2 separate regions of the Gasterosteus aculeatus genome follow, and region 2 is linked to region 1. A link is a contact called in public Hi-C data. All regions are on one chromosome and are shown on one strand. Each heading gives the region's core, a stretch centred on a gene start, on an enhancer-like site or on the middle of the called end of the contact. The rest is flanking DNA. Distances are from core to core; before and after follow the strand shown.

Region 1 (4,859 bases), core at 1,494-3,993:
GCACGGCTCGTTCATCTTTTAATGTAATGAATGTCATCATGTGCTCAGCTGACTACGTAACGGATGTCCAACAGCCAAATCCGGCCTAGCGCCATTGTCCCCTGTTATGCCTCCCAACCTTTTCCAGTCTCTGCCATCTGCCATCACTGCACACCGACTCGGGAAGGTAGTTAATGGTGATCCCTGAACTCCCTTACTCCCATAACTTGAACCTAAAGTTAGCCCACTTGTCTCAAAGCAGACTCTCATTGGCATTAAATATCCGTCCATATGTTCTGCAAAAAGCGACAATGGCGACAGCCGTCATCCAATTTCTGCCCGTAACCTCTTCCCTCTTTCAATCCTGCCCCCCCCCTCCCCAGCCCTCTATGCTCTGATTCTCCTTCATCACTCACCACCCCGACCACCTTTCACAATCACGCCTCCCCTGTGTCACACCTCCACCTGACTGCGCCTGCTTCTGCTTCTCCAGACCTGTCCAGAGTCAAGTTGATGAGGTACGAGGACCCTGCGCTGGGACCCCGCCGGGTGCCCGTCCTGGGACACGAGGAGCAGGGCAAAGTGCCCGTCTCCAACAAGTCTGTTTTCAGCGTCAACCTGGAGGAGAAGAAGGTCACCCTGGCCGACAACGGCCTCACCGTGGACGTCGGGGACTCCCTGGTGTACCTGGTTCTTTAGAGTTGCATGCGCTCGCTCTCGTTCTCTCACACACACACTTACACACACACACACACACACACATGTTGGCGCATTCAGCAGTGAAATATTTGGGAATAGTTTGAATGAATCAATAATTGTTGCCACAAAAAGGGTATTTTTGACTCAAAGCCATAGAACACTGACTCGAACATATATCTGTTTTTATAATTATGCTTCTGTGGATCTGACTGGTTGTTATTCACCTTATTTTACTGCTGAATGCGGCCTCAATAGGATCTCATGAGGTTGCATCTGTCATCTTACAACAGTATAATTCAAGTATATTCGGATCTGGTTTCGGTCTGCACAAAAAAGATAATTCAGGGTCAGTCCTACACCTTGCAAATTTGGGGGGTATTGATTATTTGGTGCTTAAATAAGGTTCTTTAATAGTGTGGGGGGGGGAGCAATTTTAAAAATCTCCGTTGGGATTTTGTGTCTTAGGATGACGCCAGAGTTTCTTTTCTGTTCAGTCTCAATTTAATAGCCTGTTTAAGTTTAATCTTGGTAATTTTTCTCAATGTGCCACTTTTTTCCTATTTGGTATGAAGCTCAGTAATCTGTGTAATCTTTTCTGATGGGAACAAACAAACCTACAACCATGTCCTTTTTATTTCACCGACCTTCTTCTGTTACATGGTGAGACTGCTCCTGCATCCTTCTTTTTTCATATAGATGGTAATGCGTCTGCTGTGTTGCTTTTATACATTGAAGGTGAGACTTTGATGTGACATCTTTCCTGTTTTCTGGGGTCGGATGGAGCTTGTTTCACTTGTGCTTTCAGGAGAAATAATAAAACCTATGAAATATTTAGCCTCCTTGTTTGTTTATTGCTACGCTGTTATAAATAAAACAACTGTTTCCTGCAAAAATGAGACTTGTGAATCATGAATTTGGTGAAGCTATTTGATGTTTTCTCCTGCAATGTAGATAGTGAGGATCTGTATAAACTTGCAACACGAGCAGTCATCTAAATAGAGCGATGCACACTAAGAAGATGTCAGAGGTTCTGAGAATTCGGCATAAAGGCATGAAATATTTATTGATGAATGGGGATATGCAAATGAGATGGAACAGCCAGAATATATTTCAGTTGACTTGGAAGCCAAAATATTTAGCAAATCTAAAAAGTTTATCATTGCGGGGCAAGATACTTTAACAATGACTAATTGTATTGTATAAAAAGATACTGCCCACATGTTTTATGCTAAGATTTGAAATTGTGTCTTGAAGCTAACTAGCTTAGCATGCTTAGCTTAGCATGCAGACTGGAAACGGCTCGACCGGCTCTGTCTAAAGGTCACGACATCTGCCTTTATCCCACATTCGGACCCATTGTGAATGTCACTGAACCGTCTGTGGGTTTCTAAACCCACGATGGTCGCACTTCGTGTCGTTCCACCACGTACAGCTACCGCTCTCTTCCGTAACGCACCTGTGCGTGCACACACACACACACGCAGATGCACGCACACAGTCTGACTAAATTTAAAGGTCACAGTCAAAGCAGGAAATGCAGACAATCCCCTCTAGATATGAACTGCACGTATTTCTTCATAAAACCCATCTGTCTGTTCTCAGCTCTACTTCTTGAGTCGGTCTGCTGGTAAGCGTAACCATATTCATGTCTTTATGCTTCTTTTTGAACATCACAGGTCAAATAAACTATTAGAATTGTTTGAGCATCTTTTTCACATCCATCATTTCTCATATATTTGGGTGCGACGAGTATCTCCGTTTTAGCCTAATCATGAAGAATAAGTTATCACTCATTACAAGATGTCAGCTTGTTCCGGCCTGCAGGTTGGTCCATGTTAATTGTGAGAATTTATTCACATCTGAATATTTCATGCCAGACGTTCATGTTCCTGCACCCCCAGTGTGGTGCATCTCTCTCTCTCTCTCTCTCTCTCTCTCTCTCTCTCTCTCTCTCTCTCTCTCTCTCTCTCTCTCTCTCTCTTTGCATTCGCTGCATTTGTAAAAGTCGCAGACAGAAGGCAATCTGCAAGACTTATCTCGGTCACACAGCTTCGGGCGGAGCCATTCGGCTGCTGGTTTATCTGCTCCTGCACACACCCTCTCACTGGGGAAGTGTCCCTCCTCCACCTCCTCATTCCTGCTGACTCCCTTCTCACACCAGTCCCCTCTCACCCCTCTGTGGATGCCCGTGGCTTCTACTAATGGAGCGGATGACAGTCACACAGCAGTGAGTGCTTTTTCTTGTCTCTGCCGCTACACATTGTTGACACCGCTGAAGCGCGGTGGAATTACAGCAAAGCGCTCACTTATCTTGGTCTGTTTTGTTGTTCTAGGTGCCGCTTTGTTTCCTCTTAATCTCATTACCGTTTGGTGTGTCTATGATAACCGATAATGCAAATGAAACGGGAGCCTTTCTTAAATACACTGTTGCTGCATTTTAAAATGTTAACTTAAATTATGCCTTCAGTAAAGCGTGTGTGTAATTTAAGTGTTGCTGGAGGCTTTAAGTAATTGAATGCGGGAATAAATTACGTAGTGCAAATAGTGGCATGCTAATATTAGTGGGATTATAGAGTATACCATTTTATATTTAGTACAAAACAGGCTGCTCTAGAAAAGGAATTCTGCAACAACTTCCCAAAAAGTAAACACTTCTTTCAGTGTGACAAACCACGATGATTCCTGAACCTTCTGTCTAAAGATGAATACACAATAAAACCGTTTTTTTTATTGCAGACCGAGGCTGTCAGTCACTCGAGGCTCAGTGTCAACTTTTGAAAAGGAGGAAGTGAGGGTCTCCATCACAGGAAGTGACGTCCCGGCAGCGGCAGATCCGATACTCACGCAGCCCGGCCTCGGCATCACCACGACGACCATCACCACCATCACACAGACGGGAGGAGACTGGAGCACTGGCCTGCTGAACGTCTGCGGAGACAAGACCACATGTAACGTGAACCCTCTGACAGGAGCCGTATCCTCATACACGCGTGTAAACGTATCTCACACCCTGTGCTCGTAGGTGCGCTCGGGGCTCTGGCGCCGTGCTGTTTGGACCTGAGTTTAGCTCATCAGTACGGAGAATGTCTCTGCACGCCACTGCTGCCGGGATCCACTTTCGCCATGCGAGTTGGGATCAGGGAGCGGTACAAGATACGGGTGGGTGTCAGCCCTCGAACACATCATTAGGAGGACTTAACAAAATAAGTTAAAAAAATGAGTCCACCATGAATGGAAAAACCGATTGCTACCAGTGAATAATCAATTCAAAAGTTCACTTTGAATATTTCAGTTTTATTGTTTTGACGTGTAATGTTTCTCATAGTTCTGGACGTGTTGCTGCTGCGTTGTCGTGTCCGCACGTGCGCTTCTTGCTTGTGTGCGCGTGTCCGTCCGCTGTTGTTCATCCACAGGGAAGTGTGTGTGAGGACTGGACCACAGTGTATTGCTGTTACCCTCTGGCTGTGTGTCAGATGATAAGAGAGATGAAGCGGCGGATGAAGACGCAGACCTATCAAGTGTCCACTGCCCTTGAATGCGCGTGAAGAAACTCTAGCCGGCAAACGAGGCCCGTCCTTCCACCACGCAACGGGGACGGCAGAGGCCCAACTGAGACGTGCTGTATGAATAGCACAAAGGATCAATACCACATGGTTTCCAATGTCCTTGTGAACAGTGAATCAAGCCTATCGTACAACTTTCAGAAGAAGCCTTCGAAGGAGGAACATTTATTTAACTTATTAACATTTTTACACCTTTCTATAAAATAAATAGCTGTGTGAACTGTTCACCATTTCTGAGTTGACTTTTAGAATTAAAGACAGTTGGATGGTTTATGAAAGTATCTGTTGTCTGAGTTGTACAGATGTTTTAGTGCGGTTTGTGCTGAAACCAAAACAAAGCCGGAAGCAAATATTGCTTCCGAGTTTGTTCATAATATCATCTCTATAAAGAAGCCAGCGAAAAAGATGAGTTTCAATTACAGACCTGCTCACTGATTCAGGTCTTTACAGCTTTAATTCTGTTTGTTGTTGATCGGTCACCAGAGATCTACTTCGGTCTCTCTCAGAAATGAGGGCGAGATGAAGTGAGGAAAAATAAAACTTTCCGTAACTTGATGGACAAGTTGTGAACTTGAAGGAAATGACTCAACTTCAAGGACAGTAACTACAAATCAGACT
Region 2 (4,634 bases), core at 1,101-3,600, 130 kb after region 1:
GGGGGTGAAATCATGAAAAAATCTAGTTAAATTTCATGAAATATAAACTAGCCTGCAAGAGAGCACAGAATGCTGCAACACGCTGTAACAGATTTTAGAACATGAAATAGTCCTTCATATGTTTGCTGATACGGTTGCGATGGCTCGACCCCCCATTACCAGGAGTGAGCTCTAATTGGATTTGGCCAAACTTATTCCGCTTAAGGAGCGTGCCAACTTGACCGTGTGTGCATGGAAATGTAGATTATTGTTACTTATACAAAAATTAAAAAAGTGACACAATTTCAGGAACCATTGGTGAAACGATGAGGTTGAAGCAGCTTTGATCCCATCGTCTCCAGAAGTCACCACACCAAAGCATTCACTACACCCACATGATTCAAAAACACAGGGTGGGAGGGAGGGAGGGAGGTGTGTGTGTGTGTGGGGGGGGTGATGTCCTGTGCGAGAACCGAGCCATTCACTCCTCTAACAAAATGTCTCTCTCTCTCTCACACACACACACACACACACACACACACATACACACACACACACAAGCGGGACCAGCAAAGCAAGCGCGCCCCCTTGTGGCGACTCCCAACTTTGGGCGCGTCCACGTGACGGATGACCTGCTGCCAGAAGAAGCGAAGGTGCCACTCACGGTAGAAGACGTATTCTGTGTAGCTGGACCAGATCTTGTCCTCGGTGTGCTGGCTGACGAACGAGGCCGTGACCGACGAGTTGCAGGCCACCATTTGGAAACCGCACTCCGACAGCATGTCAAAAGACCTCTCCAGGTGCTTGAACTTGAGGTAAAACCGCGAGGTGTACCGGTCCGGGGTCCTGTCCGGATCCCGGCTCTCGTTCAGGGTCTCCCCGAAAACTTCTTGGGCGAGAGCCACCCGACCGCATATCAGTATCCGAGGCACCCTGCGGAACTTGGCGTCGGTCTGAGTCTCTCGACCCGTGGTGCACGAGCCCCGGTAACCCACCGTGATGAAGCCGCTCTTTCTGTCCGCGGGGACGAGAGAGGAGGGCGGACACTGCCGGCCGTCGCTGCCCTGGGACCCGTCTTCGCAGTCGCTGTGGAAGTAGTCGTCCGGGCTGCTCTTGGCGTCGTCGGGGGTCAGGAGCTTCACCAAGTCGGGCAGCTGGAAGTACTCCGCCTCCTTCCTGAGCCGCCCTTTCTCCGGGAAGTGGTCCGGGAGGACCACCTGCCTGTCCCGGAGGTAGTCCAACACATAGCGGAATAAAAAGCCGTCTCGGTCGATGAAGTAGCGGCCCTTTGGGTCTCTCGCCAGGTCGTTCGATGCTTCTTTTCTGGAAGAGAATAGCTTGCCGAGTAACGAATTCGGGGTGCCCACCAAAGTGGAGTGACGCGTGTAATAAACCTGCCCCCCCACGTTCAATTCAACAACATCTGGGAAACTGTTCTGAACCGATGCTGGCTCTTTGATGTTAGTCCTACAGTTCCCACTCAGCGCCATCGTTTCCGTCATGAATAGCTAAAAAACAAAAGCAGCCTATACTCCTATTAAAGATAATAAGAAAACAATATAAACGATGGATCAGGATATAAAAGTTCCTCAGCTGCGTCCTCGGTTATTTTGTGTCGATTCGGGCCTTCCAAGTTCACCCCTCAGCAATCTGCATATGCATTCTTCATCGATCCATGGCCATTATCACCTACCAGTCTTCTGCAGTTGTCGGGAACGGGGGGAAGATGGCAGTCCGGGGCGTCCCCCCCCTTCAGCGAGCGCTGAATTAAAAGAAGGCTGAGGCGGATGAGAGGGAGGAGGAGAGAATCAGTGCTGCCACAGAGAGGAGCCGTATCCGGGCGCATCAAAGCCTCGCATCAGTGGCAAAACGTAAGAGCAATACAGGGTGTGTGTGTGTGTGCGTGCGTGCGTGCGTGGGTATGTGTGCGCGTGTGTGTGTGTGGAGCGGGGGGTTGGGTGATAAAACTCCTACTTCATTAACAATAGAAATCCGTCTGCAAAAGCACGAGGGGAAAGTCCAACAACTTAGCACACAGTCCAAACTGGAGACGGTGCTGATGTGGTCCCACTTTCTCTCCCAACTTCCCCCGCAGCGAACGGCTGCTGTTCCGGGACGGCGCGGCCCAGCGGGAGGGGGGCAAGATCGCCGGTCAGTGGCGGAAAACTTGGCGGAGATTATACGCGAAACGACCGGGAGTCCGGTGATGGTTTTGGTCTGTTCCCCGTCCCTGCGAATATGTCGCCGGATCCCGACTGACTTAAAATTGAAGTCCACTCCTCGAGGAAAAGGTATTGCAGTCTTCAAGAGGTGTTAAAAAAAAATAATGTAGAAATAGGAATCTCTTTTTATTTTGTTCTTCCACAGCAGCGGAGAGGACCGACCCGCTGCTGCTGGCTGCTTTTACCCGGAGCTGTCCGCGGTGCTGAAACGAGCATCCCACTCCTCCTCCCCTTCTCTCCTCCTCATCACCCTCCCCTCCACACTACCCTCCCCTCCTCCCCAACAGAGCTGGGTGGTGTCTTCGCTGCTGCCCCCCCCCCCCCCCCCCACCCCGCCCTCTCACACACACACACACACACACACACAGACACGGTCTTCTAAAGGCTTATGGAGTGGTTCTAGGCTGCTGGGTGGAAAAAAAAAGTCTAGTTAATAATCGCTAAGAATCATTGAACAAAAACCTGATATATTGTCAGAAAAACCCTTCATCACACACAGGTATAATCATTAGTTTAATGTTTAATCTTAATAGACACATCCTACCTAAACGTGTAGGATGGTCCTGTTTTATGCTTTAACTTCGATATACGTGCATAATCGTGGAAGCGTTGCATCAATCTTGGTGTCAACTAAATGCTATTTGCATGGCAGATTGCACATGGCACTTACAGGACATGTTTGGGTTTCTAGGTTACAAACTCTTTATATTTTTTCCAGTTCCAAAAATACATCAACGAAGATACTATCTTTCAGGACCCAGATAAATGGCTGTAACTGGCAGTGAGCTGTAACAGTAGGTGACGATTTTGTCCAGGCTTTGTAAAGGGAGCAACAGCGCCTTCTTCTGGTTGTGTTCAGTCAGACAGCACCATGGACAGGAACTCACACGAAAAAGCGATATAATGTGCCTGGGGGCCGTCTCGTTATTAACCTAATATTAACTAAGTAATTATTCATTTTGACAAAAATATGACTAAGATTGATATTTTCCTGCTACATCGTGCTATGCACCCACACAACAACAAAAATAAACAAGAAACACACACATAGAACACATGACAACAGAGATCCTTTCATCAGGTACAGGATACTGTGCTTTAGAATAAGAAGCAAGATAACTAGCAATAGTGTCTGCTGCAGTTTCACAAACATGCACCATCTGCTCCAACTGCAGGGTATTTTTCAAATATGATGCAAAGGTATAAAATATACAGTGTAAGTATTTTGCCTGCTTGCTGCATTCACCCTCCTTTGGCTGTCATCGGTCCTCTTTAACTAACCTTGCCTTGAGCAAAACAGCATTTTGTGCCATTCCTTCACTAGATTTGTTCTTCCTCTGACGGCGTGATGACACTGCTTTTCCCTTTATTTCCATTTATATGCACCGCAGTTTACAGACGCAGAGCTGCTTGGGCGGTCACTCATCTTTTTTATGTTACGGCATGACTTGCCATGGTCTGACTCAATATTGAGTATCATATGGGATATCAGAAAGCAAGACCTTACTCCTCTCTAGTATTTGTTCCCCTTATTCATTTCAAAATACATCAACGTAGATTCTTAGTAAATGGTTACCGACATTGTAGAAAATGTGATTTCACATTTTCGTCATTCAGTAAATCAAATCCCACAGTTAAAAGCAATATTTACTACAAAAAGGCTGTGATGTTTTTTTTATTGGTGTCTCTTTCAAAACTGTTTATTTTACAAATTAGCCAAGAAAAATAAATGATGAAATATTTGCTCCACGAGCACAGTGGCAATATTAAATCAATTAAAATAACAAAATCTTTTTTCAAAGAGGTAGAGATGCAATATCAGGGAAATGTTTCATTTTCCTTTGCAAAAGAAATCCACCTTTTCCTTCCTTCCCTGTGGCCTCCTTGACACAGATCATATCGCAGCCGCGTCATTTCTCCTTCCTGTGCAACGGAGAGAAAACTATTAAAGTGAATTTTCAGGCTCGTCACAGATGGTTGAAATAAACAGAATACTACTTCCACTTCCATCTCTCATTACAGCCACACTGAATTATGCCAGGCCTCAGATGGGAAATCTGCAAATACAGCAGGCAGACATGCAATGCATAAATTCAGTAGACTGATGATTTACTAAAATGAGTTAGGTATCCCTCAAACTAGAATGTTTGTTGTTTCCTATTCAAACGTACTAACTTATTTCCATCTTAAATGTCAGTTTAGAATTTGGTATTGAAAGTGATGATAGATGTCATGGAAACGTTGCTCACAGCAATATGTCAAAGTGCTTGTTTTTTTAACTCATAAGTGCATGTGGGTTTGAGGGCGAGAGAGAGAGAGAGAGCTGACACACACACACACACATAACATCAAAACAAATGTCCACAGTCTCTCACATGCAAACACACAGAGCAGGGGTTAAATGTTTTCTGTTATTTCTTGATTTTATGAATT

What was found. A called contact is a pair of places that touch in the nucleus more often than the background predicts.
Region 2: a Hi-C map of skeletal muscle shows a contact between it and region 1, with 4 times the contacts expected there. The contact joins the promoter of kctd16b here to the promoter of plac8l1 in region 1. A contact is called at or near these places in 2 of 6 Hi-C or Micro-C datasets (both in skeletal muscle).

The regions. Positions count from the first base shown.
Region 1 is chr7:26,780,552-26,785,410 of fGasAcu3.hap1.1, forward strand. plac8l1 (PLAC8 like 1) reads left to right here and starts at 2,744. Exons shown (of 4, transcript XM_040182897.2): 1 at 2,744-2,905; 2 at 3,415-3,626; 3 at 3,701-3,837; 4 at 4,092-4,859. The coding sequence starts at 2,880. The coding sequence ends at 4,223. It overlaps lars1b (leucyl-tRNA synthetase 1b), which reads left to right. Exons shown (of 32, transcript XM_040181331.2): 32 at 473-1,508. The coding sequence ends at 678.
Region 2 is chr7:26,913,917-26,918,550 of fGasAcu3.hap1.1, forward strand. kctd16b (potassium channel tetramerization domain containing 16b) reads right to left here and starts at 2,351. Exons shown (of 2, transcript XM_040181830.2): 1 at 644-2,351. The coding sequence starts at 1,481. LOC144410366 (a long non-coding RNA gene) reads left to right here and starts at 1,720. Exons shown (of 3, transcript XR_013468390.1): 1 at 1,720-1,850; 2 at 2,075-2,270.